Regions from separate parts of the Hordeum vulgare genome. Here region 1 is linked to region 2. Evidence: chromatin contacts called from public Hi-C data. All regions are on one chromosome and are shown on one strand. The core of a region is the stretch at or near the end of the contact, and the rest is flanking DNA. Distances in the headings are between cores, read along the strand shown. Region 1 holds the start of LOC123428316 (tetraspanin-19). Region 2 holds the start of LOC123428312 (CBS domain-containing protein CBSX5-like).

What was found. A called contact is a pair of places that touch in the nucleus more often than the background predicts.
Region 1: a contact with region 2 is called in a Hi-C map of leaf, with 3 times the contacts expected there. The contact joins the promoter of LOC123428316 here to the promoter of LOC123428312 in region 2. A contact is called at or near these places in 2 of 6 Hi-C or Micro-C datasets (leaf and seedling) and 1 of 1 datasets of contacts at active chromatin or transcription factors (embryo).

What each region holds. Positions count from the first base shown.
Region 1 is chr2H:644,939,566-644,946,422 of MorexV3_pseudomolecules_assembly, reverse strand. LOC123428316 (tetraspanin-19) reads left to right here and starts at 1,636. Exons shown (of 6, transcript XM_045112512.1): 1 at 1,636-2,097; 2 at 3,051-3,150; 3 at 3,512-3,592; 4 at 3,686-3,790; 5 at 4,330-4,521; 6 at 4,630-4,964. The coding sequence starts at 1,637. The coding sequence ends at 4,644. It overlaps LOC123428315 (mevalonate kinase), which reads right to left. Exons shown (of 5, transcript XM_045112511.1): 5 at 5,779-6,160. The coding sequence ends at 6,051.
Region 2 is chr2H:644,747,696-644,755,000 of MorexV3_pseudomolecules_assembly, reverse strand. LOC123428312 (CBS domain-containing protein CBSX5-like) reads left to right here and starts at 2,046. Exons shown (of 1, transcript XM_045112509.1): 1 at 2,046-3,187. The coding sequence starts at 2,211. The coding sequence ends at 2,918. All of the region lies in intron 1 of LOC123428311 (E3 ubiquitin-protein ligase AIRP2-like), which reads right to left.

The DNA.
Region 1 (6,857 bases), core at 387-2,886, 190 kb before region 2:
GCACGGCAATGTACATTTGATCTTCACAACTACTAATACGAGTAGTGTCAATGAATTAATGCCACCCTTCAAAGGAAGTCGTGTCCCGTCTTCCACAAAAAATTATAGGCTGAAATTTAACGAGGCACTAGTAGTAGATTATTTCAGAGGGCAGGCACACGTCTGGTCTGCATTTCACTGGCAAGGTAAACGTAGTACCACATCATTTTAAAGATTTTATTTTGATTTCGATAAAGTACATCTAAATGTGTTTTAAATATTGCACATTTAAATTACATGTCCCTGATTTTACACAAAGATTCGTGCGGGTATTTCTTAATATTTTTTATGTGGGTTTTAGTCACTTAGATGTGCATGAATTAGAGGACATCTAGACATGCCCTTGAGACACCTATTTTATTTGTCTTGCTAATTAATATGCACACATTGTCAAATCATGTAGCATACAACAAGCATGTGAAAATAGGAGCGATATTTCTCCAATGAATAGTGATTTCTGTTTTAGAATACAATCGCACACTTATAATCACACTTCTAAGAATGCACACACACAAATTCTACTTCTATAAGTATCTTCAAGAGACTGAGCCAATAAATATTAAAAATAACAAAGTTAATATAGGAAGCCTCGTAGTCAAGGAAAGCACCGTCTTCCAATTAACATACGCATTAGAAAGCCTTGGTTGGTTGTACCACAAAAATCAAACAATAAGGTTGTCAAGTGTATATAATTATAAGAATCTGACGAGTGGTGTGCATTAATCAAGAGGACAGGGCGGTCAGAATCTCCACAACAGACTTAAAAGAGTGGATCTTTCGAATCATAAAACAGGTGATCACAGATGTATAGTACTCCCTCCGTTCCAAAATAAGTGTCTTGAGCTTAGTACAATTTTGTACTAGAGCTAGTATAAAGTTGAGACAGTTATTTTAGGACAGAGGAAGTACATGATTAAATGTAGAGATATCGAGTACACGCTTTCAACACATGAATACATGCAACAATTTTCCACCACACACCCATCGAACGATGATCTTTGATTTCAGATGTCACAAAAACTGACCGCTCCTAAATGTTAGCCATGGTCGGTGAATGTGATGGTGTTACACGTAAATCTTAAAGACAAGCATCCGAAATGCCCAGACGTAAATCTTAAAGACATGCATTCGAAATGCGCAGAGAGAAACCACAATCTCATACGCGCGTGGGGAGGGGAGGGGGTTGTTTTCTGTCGACGGACATAGACAAGAGGCGACCGCGAAGCCATGTACTGTATGTAAAAATAAATACGAGGTACTTCCTCCGTTCTTAAATATAAGACCTTTTAGAGAATTCACTATGGACTACATACGGAGCAAAATGAGTGAATCTATATTCTAAAATATGTCTATATACATCCATATGCAGTCCATAGTGAAATCTTTAAAATGTCTTATATTTAGGAACGGAAGGAGTATATGCGAGTAAATATGGATTTATCGTGTACAGACCAACCCCTCCACATCATTATTAATAATAACCTAGCCGCAAAAAATAAAAAGAGACAAAAACAAAAAAAGAGCAACCATCGCTGTCTGAAAATTTCCAAATCGCATATCCATTTCCCGTTTCCCGGCGAGTCGTCACGTCCAGTCCATGTCCATCCGCCTCCGCCGCTCAACCCCACCCCCCACCACCCCCACCCCACTCCCTCCCCTCCCCTCTCCCCGCTCCGGTCTTCACAAGTCTTTTCTTTCTCCTCACCCGCTTCCCCGAAACCCCACGCCACCGTCGTCCGTCAAACTCCACCTGCGGTCTCTCTCCCGCAGCCCCGCCCCGCCCCGCCCCGTTCCTCCCTGCGGTCTCCCACTGCTGCTCCCCCAGAGGCAGAAAAAGGCTCGAGCTTGGGGAGCGGCCTGCCGGGCGGAGAGCTGGTTGGCCGGCGGCGACGAGACGGAGGGCATGGCGGGGCGCGCGGCGGTGCGGAGCTGCGTGCAGACGGCGCTCAAGGCGGCCAACTCCGTCGTGGGGCTCGCCGGGATGGCCGTCATCCTCTACGCGCTCTGGGTGCTCCGCGCCTGGTCCCAGCAGGCCGCCGGCCACCTCCCCGCCCCCTGGTTCGTACCACCCCCTTCCTCCTCCTCCTCCCTCAACTCCACGGATCTCGCGTAGCGCCGCGACTCGCGTCGCAATCTCTGCTTTCGCCTAGTCGCTGCTTCCTGCTGGATGATTTGCTGCTTTATTCCCCCCATTTCCGCTGCCGCTCCCGATTCCTCCGACCGAATTCGCGGCGAAATCCGTCGCCCAGATACCCGCTGCACCTACCTCCGATCAAATCCCCGGTGAAATGCGCGCATCCTGCCAGCGCACTGTTTCATCGGATGTAGCAGCGACGGAGGATCAGGATCAGCTCCGTGCTGGAACGAACGAGATACTAGCAAAGCAAGAAGGATCGGGAAGTGGCGTAGGAACCGAACCATACCCAAACCCAAAAGCGTCCCCCTTTTCCCCCCGACTGCTGACGGGCGGGACACGCAGCAGCAGCAGCCACTATTCCACTGAATTTGTGTGCAGTGACGACGCACAGGAAACAAAAAAGCAACTAGATACAAGTGCCATTCGGTGGTTACGGTGGAATTGCGCTCTACAAATTTAGGTGGCGGCTGCGATGTGTCGTCATACGACTGCGATGCAACGGCCAACGGATGGCCCAAACGAAAAGGATGGATGTATGTATTTGTTTGCGCGGTGCGGTTGATTGGTGGGCTATGCTGGAGCACTCATGGGGGATAAAGAAACAACAGCGATTTGTGCTCAACAATCTCTTTCGCCAACTTAGACACGTCTGTAGTGACCGGCATCTTCCTCTCGTTTTGCTGTTAAGACGTCGACGCACCGAATGGCTTATTCTACATACCATGCTTTTTTTATGTTGGGCCTGATAAATTAGGAATCCATGCCGCCAGTATTCAAGGAATTTTCAGGTGCCTTGCTTGCGTATATGTAATGCTACTATACAAATACTATGAAAGGTCTGTTTTGATATAAAAGAATTTCACTTGTTGTGCAGGTTTATCTACACTCTTCTCAGCCTGGGGATCATCATGTGCTTGCTCACCTGCTCAGGTCACATCGCCGCTGAAACTGCCAACAGCCCCTGCCTGTCTTGTGTATCCTTGGAAGCGTCTGACATACGGAGTGCGTTAGCGTGTTTAACTAGCCTGACATGATAGCTGCTACCGGTTTATAAATCACGTGCCTCAATGCCTTTCACGTTGTCGCATAAAGACCAAAGCCTTTTCTTTTCTAGATATATCCATTTTAAATATAATTGGTGTTTAAAAAAAAAGAGAAAACTGATGCATCATGTTTGTAGCAGTTCAGTTTTGAAATGGAACCGTTGGCTCCTAATAATAGTTTGGTGAAACCTTAAGCCCCAGTTATGTTCTTGGGAGTGAGCTCTATGACCTTAGATGGATGTACAGTGGCTTGGTGATGTGGACTTTTTGCCTTAACCTGACATGTATGTAGCACATGATCTTTGTATTCTTGCTTGTCATACTGGAAGCTGCAATCGCCGCTGATGTATTTCTGAATAGCTACTGGGAGGAGGTAAAAAGCACTTCGGTTGCTAGTACATAACTAGTTATTTCTATTATATCTGCTATTTGATTTGTGATGGTTTGATAATTCCCAAACCTACAGGATTTCCCAGATGACCCATCTGGGAAGTTTGATGAATTCAAGCATTTCGTGAGATCAAATTTTGACGTATGTGAATGGGTAGCCCTCTCGGTGGTGGCTGCTCAGGTGAGCAATTCTCTGAAATTCAATTTTTTCACCTTTTGCTTCCTATGCTTGTAACTAAATAACTGTGTAGATGTACATCAGTAAATGAGTTGGAGGTCTTTCAAGGCCTGTTCGGAGGCCCTCCGGCTCCGCAACTCCACTCCCGGAGTTGGTAGATCAGCAGGTAAAAATCGTGGAGCAGGAAAAAGGGTGCTCTGCAGATCCTTAGATTTCAGGGAGCTGGAGGATCACCGAACAGCTCCTCAGTATGCTCGAATTAGACTGTCGGAGTATTACAATTTTGCTTCGGTGGAATTGGACGAGTAATTATCTGCTTTCAAGTACGGCGGCAAAATGTAGTGGAAATTAGCTGAAAGGAAATGCTGGTTGCTTTGCCAAATAACCAAAATCAGACTTGTAGATAGTATGATAATTTTACATGCACTTTCCACTTGAGCTGACTGCAACAATAATAGTATCATACTTCAGAGAAAATTATAATTGCAACTAACCAAGTAAGTAATACAACAATAATAATATGAACATTTTATTATTCGCAGGTGCTGTCAATCATTCTTGCAATGGTACTCAGGGCCCTTGGCCCCGACAGTGAAATCGAGTACGACAGTGACGATGATGCAGTGCCCGCAAGGCTGCCTCTCCTAAGGAGCCATGCCCAGAATAGTCCAAACTATGGCCAACCTAACTCACCTCGCAGGATTGATTCGTGGCATGTGCGGATCTTAGACAAGGTGAGATTATTTATCTATCAACAAGCATTTCTTCCCTCTTTACGTTGGTGCACTGCTGTCAATCTGTACACCGTCAGTGAAGCCTTGCGACTGTTTCCTTTTTTTCAGGCTAACCAACAATAAGATTCTTCTGACTTTACATGGTGAACCCTCTGCAAGGAGCACGGATGCGTTTCGCTGTCCTGGTCCCTGAGGGTTACTACGGGCGACCGGAGGATATGATGATACTTTTTCTCTGAAGTAGTAGTGAGGATCTGATACAACGACAGTGTGGTAGCGAATGGCTAGTTTTATTGCCTTTCGACATGCGCAAATATTTGAGTAGCATGTAACTAATCTTACAGCACTCTCCCCTGATGTATGGGAAGAATGTTGGAAAATCTATCAAAGGTAGATGATGGATCGAATGGAAGACAAGAAAAGGATATCTTGATTGTTTGGTACATTGCCGTGCATTCTCTGGTTCTGCGAGCTTGTTCAGAACGCGAGAATTTCTCCTGATCGCTGTCGTGATTCAAGTGTTTTTTGCAAGGTTATCCAGACAAGTTTATTTAGTACCTCACCAGTAATTCTGTAGGCATCCATGTTAGGCAATATTTTTAGTTGCATCACCAGCAAGACTAGAATAAGCTAAAATTTGACTGGCAGTAATCACACAGGAAAAAGAGAGCTGGAAAATAGTTATGGATTCAGTTGAAGTCTTGAAGATACCAACCATGTATGCATTAAAACGAATACATAAATAGCACATACATATACATATGCTGAACATTTGCACCCAAATTGCAAAATATATGTACAAGCATTGCATGCTGTAGAACACATTGGATTGACAGGATTTTCCTAAACTTTTACCATGCAAACTACACAAACATTTACAAAACCTGGGCACAAACTCTGCACTTTAGCCAGAGCCCACATAACTGTTCATGTGGATTTAATGGACTGGTAAGTAATTTGGAGCTTTGCTCATGTGTTCATGTGTTGAAGGTACAAGCTGATAGGTTTTTTCATGTGTTCATGTGTATTTAATGGACTGGTAAGTAGTTTGGAGCATTGCTTCTGCTAGAGTGGCTGACAAGGAGTTGTTCTAATATAATCAATCATTGTTAATCACTCACCACGGCAGAAGCTAAATTCCGCAGCTCAAATCCCAGCAAGGTGGTCAACTAGCCTTGTAAAATTTCTAATGTTCAATAACAGTAGGTGGCAAGGATGTAAGAATCAAGCATAAGAAAAGCAAGCAAATTGCAGGGGTTACTCCAATGGCTCAACTGTATACAGCTTTGGTAATGATACAACAGATGAGAATGAGATGCAACCTGGTATCTCAAATATTCCAACCCCATCTATGTGACATTTTTTATTGATTTGATACAACAACAATCATCCGACTGAAAAGCAGCTTATTGATGATACAGTGAGTGATCTGCTAGGCACAAAATAGGAAGAATGCCATGATCTCAATAGGTCAAGCAAAACCTAAAAATAGTGTACAACATCTCCACTGAAGCAGGAGGAGGACCGTCTTATCCTTGGTGAAGCTGAAGCCCTTGTCCACCAACCTCGACTTTGAAGCAGCGGAAACCATGCGATTCTAGCTCAGTGGTGACCTTCTCCAAAACTAACTTGGACAACACTGGAATTTATTATGTCAAGGAAGCATTGCTGCTAAGTAGGTAGATATAGACAAACAAATGGATTATAGATATCAGAATGTTTGTGAAACTCAAAAGAGTACCAAACATATAATAAGCATTCTAGATTAGATGAGCAGACAAGAATGACATGCATCTATTGTGAAACTCTTGGTCCGCATTCATCTAGCAGACCTATTCATTAAGTGGGTACAGTTGTACCACAGGGAAATTTAAGGATCTTTACAAGTACAAAACATCAGTAAACATTAAGCAATTTTCCAGTTCCTCCTTGCTACATTAATAAGTTTTGACTGAATTACTAAATAGGAATGCAGAGAATCTTCACATATAAAATGATAAGTGACAAGGATCTACTCCCTCCGTTCCTAAATATAAGTCTTTTAAGAGGTTTCATTAAAAGGACTACATACGGATGTATATAGACATACTTTAGAGTATAGATTTATTCATTTTGCTTCGTATGTAGCCCTCTAGCGAAATCTCTAAAAAGACTTATATTTAGGAACGGAGGGAGTAGCTTTTATTGGCAAATCATTTTAAATTAACATTCTTCACTAACAGTTAATGCCAAAGACTACATTGTGCACACTTTTTGATTTCTGGAACCTGCAGTTAAAATGGCATGTAGAAATCAACTGAAAGGAAATAATATGATGGGTTTATTGTATTTAAGCT
Region 2 (7,305 bases), core at 797-3,296:
TTTATGCCCGAAACTGAAATGCAAATTACTGATTTACGGATCGGCAGCAGAAGGCGGCCGAGCAGACCCCGCGAACCGGACTTGTAAAAAGATAAAAATATTTTTTTTACGGATCCAGTTTACGGGGTGTGCTCGGTCGTCACCAGCGCCGACCCGTAAAATCGTTTTTCTGTAAACGCATTTTAGAGATCGGCATTATACGGAGCACCTCTAACCGTTTCCAACGGGCAAGAAACGGAAACGGGTCTGTAATATTTTGGGAGTAATTGTCATGCCGCTGGGCAGGAGGTTCTGTAAAACTCAAACTATATTCTCCTCTTATTTAAAGAATGAGGCAAATCTTATGCCTCTGTTTCAAAAAAAAAGGAAGGGTCAGTTCATCTTCAAGCACGTACGGCTCATAGCCAATCAATCAATTAAATGAGTGTATATGCAAACCAGATGACGATCGATCCATTGCTCCATGCTGATGGATTTTCATTCAGCATATTTGTAGATTGTGGTGGTGTACTGGTGTTGACATCTTCCGCCGGCGGCGCATGCTATCAATCTGCATGGAAATCAGCCGAGGGCAGCGTCTCGCCTTGGCGCTGGAAGGCTTCGCCGCGGGTGTTCAACGGAACTGCCGTGGAGAGGCCCCTTCTTTCTTTTCTTCACGGCCAAGTTGATCTCTGTTGGGAGCGTTCGTAACTGCCGCTTGGAGGGGTTCTTTCTCTCTCAGCGGAGAGACAGTGAGACACGTGCTACATGTTGTAAAGCAAAAGCAAAAAATTCACTTAGATCCATTTTTATGTGATAGATCCACTTATATACAAGATTAAGGGGTGTGTTTAAGAAATACCTTTTCCCAACAGACACCTTCTGAAAGGCATCCCTTCCATATAATTAATTACATGCAAACTAATCCGTGGTTGGATGGTTAGGAGGACTGTGATATCCCCTGCCCATTAGAGTTCAAGTCCTAGAATTGACGTTGGTGCTTGCATTTTTCTGGATTTATTAGGTCTTCCGAAGGGGAGACTATTGTAGATTTTTTTTTAAAACTTAGGCGTAAACTAAATTGGCTTCATGGGAGTATTATGATACGGTATATCATATTAAATGTTATTATATTATTTTATGTCATATACATTAATTAACAAGAAAAAAGAGAAAGTGATATCATAATAGATAGTGTATTGTATTATATTAACCTATGATACAATATTATAAAAATAATATTTTTTAAGAGAAGGTGAAAATTACCTTATCGAATAATTAAACAAAAAATATCCAGTTAATTAACAAAAATCAATATTACAGAAATAATATCATACATAATATTATATACTAATATCATATACACTATACTGATACTTTTATTACGAGCAGCCTGCAGCCTGAAGGTTAATTCAGAGCCAAGTGCTTGCTTAGAGGAGCACCTTTTAACTGTTTCTTGCCCGTTAGAAATTAAAGTAATGCTTAGTGGACTGGAGTACACTTTAAACTGACCAGTTTCCTCCCCGCGAAAAGAAAGCTGACCAGGTTTCACGGGAGAAAGTGAAGGAGCACCATCCAACATCGATCACACACGCTGCGTACGCATGATGGATATTGTTTGCGTGCATATATCTGCGCGTCAGCTCGCTCAACATTTTGCCTCCGGCTCCGGAGATCACTCGGCGCCGTCGGTGCGTGCGTGCGTGCGTGCGTATATGGCGGCGTGGTCTCTGCTGGCGCGTGATGTGTCCGACCTCTGCATCGGCAAGCCGCCGCTGAGGTGGCTGCCCCCGTCGTCCACCCTCGCCCGCGCCGTCGCCGAGCTCGAGGCAAGCGGAGGGCCGGACGCTGCCGTCGCCGTGTGGGAAGGCCGGGCGGGGGCGGCCGTGGCGGGCAGGGTCCGCATGGCCGACGTGCTCCTCTTCCTCTGCGTCGACGACGGCAGCCGCAGCGAGGCCACGCTCGCTGACCTCCTGGCAGCCGGCGGCGTGCCGCCGGTCCGCCGCGTGGAGCCCGATGCGAGGTTGGTGGCGCGCACGCGTCTCTCCCTTGGTCCGCCACGTGCATGCACCGATGCACGCTCGTCCAGCTCTTACTGAGACTAGCTTTGTTGGCTTGTGAACAGCGTGCTGGAAGCGGTGGACGCACTGCTGGGCGGCGCGCAGAGCCTCGTGGTGCCGATCAGCGACAACCGCCGGCGCCCAGAAACGGCGCACCTAGAACCAGAGTCGATGTGCTGGGTCACGGTGGAGGACGTGGTGCGCTTCTTCCTCGGCTCCGTCGCGCTCTTCTCCCAGATCGCCTTGCGCTCCGTCTCCGACCTCGGCGCCGTGCGCCCGGCCCGCAGCGCGCTCGCCGTCGCGCCTGGTGACGACGCACTCTCCGCCATCATGCCGCTCCTGCGCACCGCCCTGGCAACGCACGCCTCCGTCGCCTTGGTGTCATGCCGCTGCCTAGTCGGCGAGATCTCACCGTCGACGCTCTGCTCACTCGATGCATCCGTCGCCGCGCTCTCGACCGGCTTCCTGGTGTCCTTTGTCCACACTAGCCGAACCCCGCACTCAGCCGCCCTCCGCCTCCGTAACCTCCTCCATCCGATGTCCCCTTCCTCTTCCTCGCCATCCTCCTCCTCAGCATCCTGCTCTTCGTCCGAGGACGAGGACGAGGAGAGGAACGGCACGCCGGCATGCAGGAGCCAAGGCGGTGAGCATGGTTCATCATACTCGGCACGGTGGACCAAGGGGAGGGAGCCGATCGCGTGCCGGCGGCGGAGCTCGCTGGTGGCGGTGATGGCGCAGGCGGTCGCGCACCGCGTGATGCAGGTGTGGGTGCTGGACGACGAGCCGAAGGAGGAGGAGCTGGTGGGTGTCGTCAGTTTCCTGGACGTGCTCCGGGTGCTCCGCCGCCACCTGCTACGCGCGCACAGTATGGCGGACTAATCTCGGCTCCTCTCGGAATGCAAGAATTTCACCAACTGTCTTTATCTAAGCGCTGATGAAAATCACATTTTGCGTGAAGTCTCCGATGAAAACACCGTGAATGAAACTTAACTGAACCAAACCAAAGCAAAGCAAAGCCAAGTGAGGTGATTTTCTAGCTACTCGTGACTACTGTCCAATCCTTTTGAGCCCTGCTAGATGGCTGTCAAGTGGCAAGTCTTAACGTTTCCCAAACGATAACATCCACACGTCTGAATGTTTGCATTTCGCCCGGCACCGAACTTTGTTGATTTTATTTTGTCCGAATCTTGATAACGTTTTATAAAATTTGTGTGTCATGCAGGCAACATCGTGCGTATGGTTCGCCCGCACGACCCGTAGCGCGTTGCACCGTGTGGACGAATCAGCTTTCACCTATACAGTCAACATCTAGTCCACGCGTGTATGCATGAACAGATCTTCGCCCACACGATGGGCGTACGTTGCTAGATGTAACTGTAGTTATGCATACGTGTTAACTAAGTAAACACATATGACAACTAAACCCGAGCATGGACAGCCGGCCCGGTGACCCGGCCCGAAAAACCAGGATCAGGCTTTATCTTCGGTCCAGGTTCAGGCTTGAAAACGAGGCCCAATTAGTAGTTCGGGCCAGGTTCAAGCTTGGAAATATAAACATATTACACGGAGGTTCGGCCCGACCTGGCCCAAAATTCACCTTTTTAGTCAATTTGGCTCGGGCTCGAGCCTGAATTTTTTTTATTTTTTTTTTGGTCGGGTTCGGGCTTGGGATTTTCAGTTATGGCTTTCTATAGTCTGGCGCAAGGTATGCCTAAGTTTAATGGCAACTATGATTTATTGCTAGATGATAATTGCAATTGCACGTACGTGGCAACTAGATAAACACACATGACAACTATAATGAATCATACATGACAACTATGGTTGAACCACACGTGGCAACTAGTTAATCATATATGGCAACTATTGTTTGACCGCATAGGACAAGTAGTTAATCACACATAACAACTATAGTTTGATTACACGCGACAGCTACCGTTAATTAGACATGACAACTATAGTTAACCAAAATAAAGAAATTGTCATGATTTTACAACTACATTTGTCATTCTAGGTAACTAAAATTGTCATCCCTGAGGTAACTAAAGTGTCATCCCGCGGATAACTAATGTAGCTATGTCGGGACATGTGAACAGAGTTGCTTCGTGCCATAGGTGCGGCGTGAGGATAAATAGTAGTTGTTGGACGGATAGTATGAAGCAGTTGCGCCCACACGTGTGGGCAGTTCTGATGTTCGTCCACACATGACTGTGTGGGCTGTCTCCTGATTATGCCACATAGGACGTATGGACGGATGTCTAATATGTTACATGTGTGATGAATATCAAGACTCTAATGTTTAGCTTCCTTACTCACTGGCTAGCGTAATTTTTTTTTAAAAAAATCATTTTTTTTATAAATGTTCATGAGAAGTACAAAATACCATGAACTATAAGAAAAATTACATCAAGGTCTTCGGATTATCGAATGACCAATGTCGTCAGTAATTGACATGTCGTTGTCACCTCTTTCCATACTAAAGCCGGTATGATCTTATTCATGATAGCAAAAAAGTCTTTATACATGTGCCCCTAAGTCCAGAATCACAGTCGTCGTTGTTGAATCCGTATTCGACCTACACTCTTAGCGTACTAGTTTATTTCTCTCTTGCTACTATCTTATTTTGTTATCTCGTAATAATGGTATTCAGCGGGTGATTGTTAGCTAATGGTAAATGAACCTGTCGGTTTGGTTCTCGAAATGGAGCAAAACGGGGCAAAAGAGAGGGAAGTGGGTCAGCTGACCTCTGATTCAAGTGGGAAAAGCAAGAATTGTTTAAAAAAACATTATACAAAGCACAAATAAGTTGGCTCTATGGTGGCATAATAAGATCCAAAATGTACATTTTCATGTTCTTTAACTTTGATTTAATCATGTTTACAAGTATTCAACTACTTTTTTTAATAATTAACCACATAGCTACCTCGATTTTAAATTAAAAAGGTAATCTTGCAAGCCTTACTAAGCGGTTTGTTTAGATAGTGAGTAATAGTAACATGCAACTTGTTTCAAGTTTTGAATATGAAAAACCAATTTTGCAAATAAACTTTTTCCCTTTTTTGCAAAAAAAATGTTTCGAGTTTTTAATGAAAAACCAAATAATTTTTTTTAATTTTTTGCAATTAAACTATTTACGAGTGTGCTTATAGAAAATACTATTTGGACTAATGCGTTGATGTACACAGAAAAGTCATCATCCTACAAAGAAGTAAGAAGGTTGTCCAGGATAAATCAAATGGGTTCATATAAAAATTACTAGTCGATTGTATTTTTATTTCAAAACAACGGTTTATGGATTCTATGAGAAGCCTTTATAGATACCCTTGAGTTAATTAGGTAAAACAAAATAAAAAATTTATACGCTGCTAAATAGGGGAGCTCCTACCTGCCGCTCTTTGCTGCAGGGAGTCCTCGCACGCAGGGGGGACGGGGGGTTGCCCTGATTGGGTCGGCCCAGTTTTTTTCTCTCACAAATTTCTAATACTTAACTTTTTCTTTTTTCCTTTTCCTGTTATTTCCTTGCTTTTTTTCTTTTTCCGTTTGTTTTTTCGTTTTTCGTTTTTTTACTTTTTTATCAAAACGAACAAATGATGAATTTTCCGTCATTTTTACAAAACATGAATTTTATTCAAACAGATAACAAATTTGAAATTGCGGACAAATATTTAATGCACGAACATTTTTTGAACCTTGAGAACAAATTTTAAAATCAATAATAATTTTGAAAAATCATGAACAAATTTGGAAGCGCAAACAATGTTTTAAATCACGAACATTTTTCAAATCTTTAGAACAGAATTCTGAAATTGAGAACAATTTCGAAAAACCTTGAACGAATTTGAAAGCGCGAACATGTTTTTAAAGCACAAAGATTTTTTGAATCTTGAGAACAAATTAAGAAATCAATAGTAATTTTAAGAAATCCTAAACAATTTTAGAAGCACGAACATTATTTTAATCTTGAGAACAAAATTTTGAAACAGAGAACAATTTCTAAGAATCCCGAAATTTTTTAGAAGCGCGAACAAATTTTGAAAGCACAAACATTATTTAAATATTCTAAACAAATTTGGAAACCAAGAATAATTTTAAAAAATCCTGACCAAATTTGGAAGCATGATTTCTTTTTTTTGCATATTGAGAACAAATTTTGAAACCGACATCAACTGTGAAAAATGCCGAACAAATTTGGAAGCGCGAACATTTTTCTGAAAACCAGAATAATTTTTGAATTTATGAATGTTCTTGAATAACGGCAACTATTTAAAATTTAGAATATTTTCTAAAAAATTAAAGAAGTTTTTTTAAAAAATCTAGAGCATTTTTTGTGCGGAAACAGAACAGAAAAAAGAAACAAAAAATAATAAAGATAAAGAAAACAAAACAAAACCTGTTAAAGGAACCTTCTAAAAGTTTTTCCAAAACCAGAAAAAAAAACGGCTGGAAACCTCGAGAAGGTTCCCAAAACCGGGATCGAGACTAATGGGCAAGCCCATTAAAATCCCTCGCCTTGTTCCCCTGTTCGTTTGCCCGACAACTCGCCGCAACGAGCGGCAAATGGGTAGCGCTAGGAGAGGTCGGCATGATCGATTTCCTGGTCGGTGGACAGGTCCGGCACCGAAGCAGAAAGAGGGATTGAACACTTGTTTTCCTTTTCACCACACAAGATAAAACAATCAATGTAACGTCCTATTTTCTTAGCGCCTATAAGTAGTGTCTACCGTGTTTTTCTCAAAAAAGAAGTAGTGTCTGCCATGGAAATAGAGGGATCCTACACGGATTTCTCAAATTTACTATATTTTCCTAAATGCTTGTCCAAAAGTTTTTACGTTGATGAAGATGTCCTAGATGTTCCATTTCTTTGAACAGGAAATGGCCCAAGTACTCGCTATCCCAAAAACCCTGGAAGAAACAAACTAGTATCGAGAACGAAATTCCATCTCATTTCGTTCTCTCGTATGAACGCCATGGTATTCGGCTGGTGGGCTTGGGAGCTTCTATGCAGCGCTGCAGACGCTCTTTAACGATCCGACGCGTACAGTGCTGCTAGCATGGTGGCCCATTAGAGTGTTGTCCAGCTTTTTTATTTTTTGTCACAAAAATAAAATTATAAAATCAAAAAAGGTTTAGAGATTTAAAGAAAAAAGGTTAATCCATTTGAAAAAAAATCATATATTTACAAAAGTTCATCAATTTTAAAAAAAGTTCATCAGCTTTCAAAAAAAGTTCATTGAAAATGAAAAAAAAGTCCACCCAATTTAGGAAA